Linked DNA regions of Hordeum vulgare: region 2 is linked to region 1. The links are chromatin contacts, called in public Hi-C maps. All regions are on one chromosome and are shown on one strand. The core of a region is the stretch at or near the end of the contact, and the rest is flanking DNA. Distances in the headings are between cores, read along the strand shown. Region 1 has its middle 51 kb from the start of LOC123409107. Region 2 has its middle 16 kb from the start of LOC123407685.

What was found. Hi-C and Micro-C count contacts between places; a contact is called where the count stands out from the background.
Region 2: a Hi-C map of seedling shows a contact between it and region 1, with 1.7 times the contacts expected there. The contact joins two enhancer-like sites. A contact is called at or near these places in 4 of 6 Hi-C or Micro-C datasets (leaf and seedling).

Annotation. Positions count from the first base shown.
Region 1 is chr7H:471,167,152-471,170,230 of MorexV3_pseudomolecules_assembly, forward strand. No RefSeq gene overlaps it. Among protein-coding and RNA genes, the nearest start is that of LOC123409107, 51 kb to the right of the region's middle. Within about 2 kb of position 1,545, at least 2 of the 3 cell types and tissues checked have open chromatin away from gene starts, as enhancers often do. A contact at or near this core is called in seedling, where this site is marked.
Region 2 is chr7H:471,324,683-471,327,761 of MorexV3_pseudomolecules_assembly, forward strand. No RefSeq gene overlaps it. Among protein-coding and RNA genes, the nearest start is that of LOC123407685, 16 kb to the right of the region's middle. Within about 2 kb of position 1,634, at least 3 of the 3 cell types and tissues checked have open chromatin away from gene starts, as enhancers often do. A contact at or near this core is called in seedling, where this site is marked.

The DNA of each region.
Region 1 (3,079 bases), core at 295-2,794:
TATATGCCAACGGCTGCCGTCGTCATATCCCCGTCGGCGTAGAATACATCGGCGTAGATACGGCTAGAGCCGCTGAGGATCGATGACGTGGCCGGTATGTCGACGGCCGCCGTCGGCATAGCTGCTGGTCGGTGCGCACCGGATCGGTGACGTGGCATTGCATATTTATGCCGACGGCCAAACGTCTAGCCGTCGGCATAGACCGGACGGAGTTAGCCCCCGTCACGGGGGCAGTCGTTTGGCCCCATATCTACGTCGACGCCCTTTGTATACTGACGATGGACGTAGGCGTATAGGCCGACGGTCTTTTCTGTGCCGACGGAGGCCATCGGCGTAGATGTAGATATGCCTACAGCTTTTCTGTGTCGAGGCCTTTTAGCAAGCCGTCGGCATAGCTCCAACTATGACGAAGGCCCCGATAAAAAACCATCGACATAGGAAAAACCGTAGGCGTAGTAGGTTTTTCTGGTATGTAGTGTGCGACGAACGGCGTGCGAGCGGACGAGGCGAGGAAGAGGAGACGAACGACGAGGAGACAAACGGACGAGGCGACGAAGTGGCGATCTGCAGGCTGCCGCGATCTAAAAAAAGCGGCAGTAGCGTAATCAGGGGAAGCTCATTAGATTTAGAGTGCGCAGGTCGGGTTATCGAGCCTGGCTGTTTTTTTTCAAACTTCGCGGCTTACTCAAAAAAAGGTCACCAGCGATCTTGGATCCTGCCCATGCGGGAGATCGAGCCTGGCTGGCTCGCTGGCTCCCAGCAGCCCACTGGTTCAATAGTGAATAGTCCATAGGTTTTTTTTAATACATATAGCCTACCTAAAAAAAATTTAGGAATCGTTTTCACCCGGCGCGCCGGCCAAATCGTTCGGCGGGTCGCGTGCGGGCCGCGCGCTCGTTGACAAATGCTCGTAACTTTTTTTCGTTAAATTTACTGCAATCGTATGTTTCGTTGATACAAACGTTTTTCCATGCAGCTTTTTTCTCACGTAAATTTGTTGCAACCAACTTCATATTTGTTGTATATACGTTTGGTTACAACTTCAGTTCTTCAATTTTTTTGTTACAATTGATGTTTTTTACTTTTGCTACAACCGTGTTAATTTTTGCTACAACCGACATCATATTTTGCTGCAACCGTTCACTAAAAAAGTTGCATACACGTCACGTAAATATTTGCTACAACCGGCGTTTAACTTTTGCTACCACGCACCATCAGCTTTATTTTTTTGCTACGATCACGTAGATATTTTTTTATTACAAATTTTATTTTTTATTGCAACCGTTGAAAAAATTGTTGCATTACATCGAAATTTTACTGCATTGGAGGAAAAATGTTGCATGCGCATCCAACGATACGGACGACGCGGGGTTGCTGGATCCTGCGCCTCGTGCGCGGTCGGCCGAAAATTAGGGCCGACGCGCAGACGGAGATCACTTCCCAAAAATTTTAGACACCCTAAATTCTTGAGCCCTGTGCGGGCCTTACAGTTTGCACCACTATGGATCCGGGCCTGAGACGTACCATCACACAGATCAGCTGTTCGCGAGCTACGCTGCATATTCCGTTGGCGGCTTCTACGATCTGCCCAAAGCTTTGTTCAGTGCGGCATATCCTCCGCCGGATCCATCGTCGTGTGCTGTCACGTTGCTCAAAAATTATTAACCAACTTGCGTAATTTGCATTATCCGAAAGAGCTGCCCTGCATAAAAAAAACTCGTGGAGAAGGTTCAGCTCTGCTGCGCAGATTTTGAGTATGATACCGTTGTCAGTAGCAGATAAATGGTCGGGCTCTCTCGTTCTTCGGTGGTTTTTCTTACACAGTACTACATCCGTTTCAAAATATAAGACCTTTTACGGATTTTATTAGAAGACTACATATGAAGCAAAATGAATGAATCTATACTCTAAAGTACGGCTATGTACATCTGTATGTAGTTTATAGTACAATCTCTAAAATGTCTTATATTTAGGAACGGAGGGAGTACAATCGAAGTCGCTCACGTATATAAGCGTACATTCACCTTTATAAACACACGCACATACATTCTATCTCTATAAACTTTTTCGAAAGACTAAGCCGGCACATCATCTTATGATTGACGAAGTCGCCACTAACGCCTTCGTTGTCGACAGAAACGTCTCCTTCCACTGAACTCCCACTAAAAGTAGGAAAATGCAAACACCAACGTCAAGACTAGGACTTGAACTCTGGTGGACCGGGGATACCACAGTCCAACTAACCATCCAACCATGGGTTGGTTTGTTGGTTTTTCGGTCGTTGGAATAATTAGAGTTGACGAGTCTAAATTATGTGACTATTATGCTACTATTTTTGCGCCTCCTCAATAGGCTTTATGAAACTTTAGTGCGTTCGTGCACTTTTTTTTGTCATTTTTCAGATAACGCTTTTCTGAACCGGATATTATTTTATGGAAGAAATCTCAGGAAATGATAGTAGAATCACATACTTAAAGTGGTGATCACCTATCACAAGAAAAAATCAAGCAGAAAGGGCAAACAAGCAATCGTCGCCGAGCCTCCAATGCAAAAGACGGTGTTCCATACGACCACACTTGCTCGTATGGGTAGTCATATGGAGTGCTGTCGCCGTCGTCAAGTCAACTATATTCACCCCGTGAAGACGGATCATGGACTAGACGTCCAGAGACACCAGAAACTCGACCATAAGTAGGAGCCCTAGCCTCCAGAGCGATCCGGGGAGAGGAATCAGCAAGGAGGAGGTCGTCGTCTCCATCACTGTCACCGAAAAGGCCTCAATATCGTCACCACTGTCATCATCATCATCATCCACATCTTATTCATTGTAATCCGAAGAACTCTGAAGGGAACAACTTGTATATTATGTGTGTGATTGGTTCATGTCCTCTATCACTAGTGGCATGATGTTTCTTGCCTTCATGAGTGAGTAGTTCCCCTAGATCTCGGGGATATGGATGGACCCTAGTGTCTAATAGATGTTGATATTAGGATTTAATATCCTCTTTGCATGTTTATGTTAATGATCTTCTTGACGTTGCATGAAGTTGACCATCCAATGTATGCCAATTTTGGACGA
Region 2 (3,079 bases), core at 384-2,883, 160 kb after region 1:
TATTTCAATCTCGTTACCAACAAGTCTATTTACTCGTTCCGTAATACAAGATCCCGTGACTAAGACTTGAGTCACATTGCTTGCAAGGCTTATATGTGATGTTGTATTACCGAGTGGGCCCCGAGATACCTCTCCGTCACACGGAGTGACAAATCCCAGTCTTGATCCATGCTAACTCAACGGACACCTTCGGAGATACCTGTAGAGTACCTTTATAGTCACCGAGTAACGTTGCGACGTTTGATACACACAAGGTATTCCTCCGGCGTCAGTGAGTTACATGATCTCATGATCATAGGAATGAACACTTGACACGCAGAAAACAATAGCAACAAAATGACACGATCACATACTACGTTCATAGTTTGGGTCTTGTCCATCACATCATTCTCCTAATGATGTGATCCAGTCATCAAGTGACAACACTTGCATATGGTCAGAAAACCTTAACCATCCTTGATCAATTGGCTAGTCAACTAGAGGCTTACTAGGGACATTGTTTTGTCTATATATCCACACATGCATTTATGCTTTCATTCAATACAATTATAGCATGGATAATAAACGATTATCTTGAAACAGGAAATATAATAATAACTATTTTATCATTGCCTCTAGGGCATATTTCCAACAGCCGGGGGTAACCCTAGCGGGAGCGGGAGCCTAGCAGGAGACCTCGCTCACCAATGCAACCAATGACTTTATACCAAGTGAGGAGCATACCAATGAAAGAAAACATTTTTGGAGTTTGATCCCATCTGATCTAACCTTTTTGGAGTTCGATCCCATCCATGATATCATACCTCCGGATAGCATTGAAACGTTGTTTGGGACGTGGCTAAATGGAATGGACATGCTTATTGCTAGACATATTCGTTTAGGAGTGTGTGCATTGCTTTGGGCTATATGAAACTGCGGGAATGACTTGATTTTTAACAAACAAACACATATAAATATTTTGCACGTACTGTACAAGGCATCGTTGTTGATCCGTACATAATCGTTACTCACTCCTGTGGAAACCAAAAAGCCTATGATTAGTGGGTCTATCCGATGAAAGATGGTAGATCGGGATATCTACACCCGATTTGAATGACGGTCCACTAATAGGATAGATGGTTAGGAATCTAGGCTTATGTAGCTGGTTGTGGAATCTTTTGGTTTATTTTGAATTACTTTCCTGCATTTTCAAAGCTTGTTTGAAACCACATACTATTTAATTGCTTTTTTAATAAAGTGGCTTCATGCATTGTATTGATGAAGAGGCTAGAGGGAATCTTTATTTTCTAAAAAAAGTTGCATGCTTATCATTAATGAGTATAGTAGTTGTACAGGGACAAGAATATTTCACAAAATATTCATTTCTACGAAGGATCCGTACAGTAGTCAGTCGGATATCCATATCGGATCCACTTTTATAGTTCCATCTCTGTCATAATGCCTCATGATCGGCTGTATTTCTGTCTCCAAAGGATTTATATGGTATTCAGGATAACAGTGCTAGCTGTTGCTGCACATTCACACAGTCGCGTATAGACATACACAAAATATTTTCTGGTCCCTATCCCATGCTCTGGCTAGGCTGTTCTCTCATGGACCACAACACTACTTCCTCCTTGGTTAGCATCGGCAAAGATTCCATCCTATCTCCTGCAGTCTTCACACATGTTGCTGTCTGCTGCCATTGGATCGTCGTCATACCGATCTGGTTCAGTTTCTTCAGATAATTTGCCTCTGTGAACATGTGCCATATAATTTCTGACGCCATTTCAGACGGTTGACAGTGTGTTTTGCAAAAGAGTACATACCACGTAGGAACATCCGCAAACTGTCGTATAACTGAACTTGAAGGGTGTGGTGCTACGATCACAATTGTAGTCAGCCGCCGATTCAGTGCCTCACCCTGAATTTTGAACGAATCCAGTTAAAATGTTTTTGCAAATATATCCAATATTCGTCCAAGGTACAAATTAACTAGTACAACGCTTTCTAGTCACTCAGTGGTCCCTTTTTGAGGGAGTAGTCCATTTCAACTTGATTTGCCGGAGAACTATTTTCATTGGTTGTCCTAGCTGTCCTTAGAACAGGAGGTACATGCCATGCACCGGAGTGTTGGTTGATAAACTACAGGATCCTATTTTCTCGCTCAATCGTAGCTCATCGACTGCCCCAGATCCAGAAAAGAACTAAAAAAAGTGAGCAATCCCTCAAAAAAGAACTGCAACTCAAGTTTGGCCTGCTGCAGCTATTCTCATTTGCTATAGGTGTGAGCAATAATCCAAAAGAGAAGCTAAGCCAAGCTAGCGACGGTAGCATTCCAAGATGCATGTGCGACTATAGTGAATTTTTCACCTGTTCTCATGTCGACCGAATGGTTCGAACTACAAACATTGGTTCTTTCTTGGTAGCCTCCAAGATGCATGTTCAACTATAGCGATTCACCTGTTGCCATGTCGACGGAATGGTTTCAAATAACAATTTTACATTCTCCAATGTTAAGAAGATAAGCTACTCCCTCCGTTCCTAAATATAAGTCTTTCTAGATATTCTACTAGGAAACTACATACGGATGTATATAGACATTCTTTAGAGTATAGATTCACTCATTTTGCTTTATATGTAGTTCTCTATTGAAATCTCTTAAAAGACTTATACTTCCTCCGTCCGAAAATACTTGTCTTAGAAATGAATGAATCTAGACTTGTTTTAATTATAGATACATCCAATACATTCATTTTTAGGACAAGAATTTTCGGACGGGGGAGTATTAAGGAACGGAGGGAGTACATAACATCGGTTCGTGCCATAGACTCTTGTCCCATACGTCTTCCGGCCGGCGAGAACTCAAAAATCAAAAACGTCTGATCTCAGAGCTTGTTGCGCGACCTCGACTGAAATCGAATGCATCTCCTATCAATCAATCAATGCAGCTTCGAGGGCGTCCACCCCTGGCTGGATCCATCTGCGCGATAACATTCTCTAAACTGCGAGGGTGACATGTGATCAGCTAACAACTACTGATCGCCATTAATCAACCTAATCCCAGGCCAAAAACAACACACTACAATAATTGAAACAA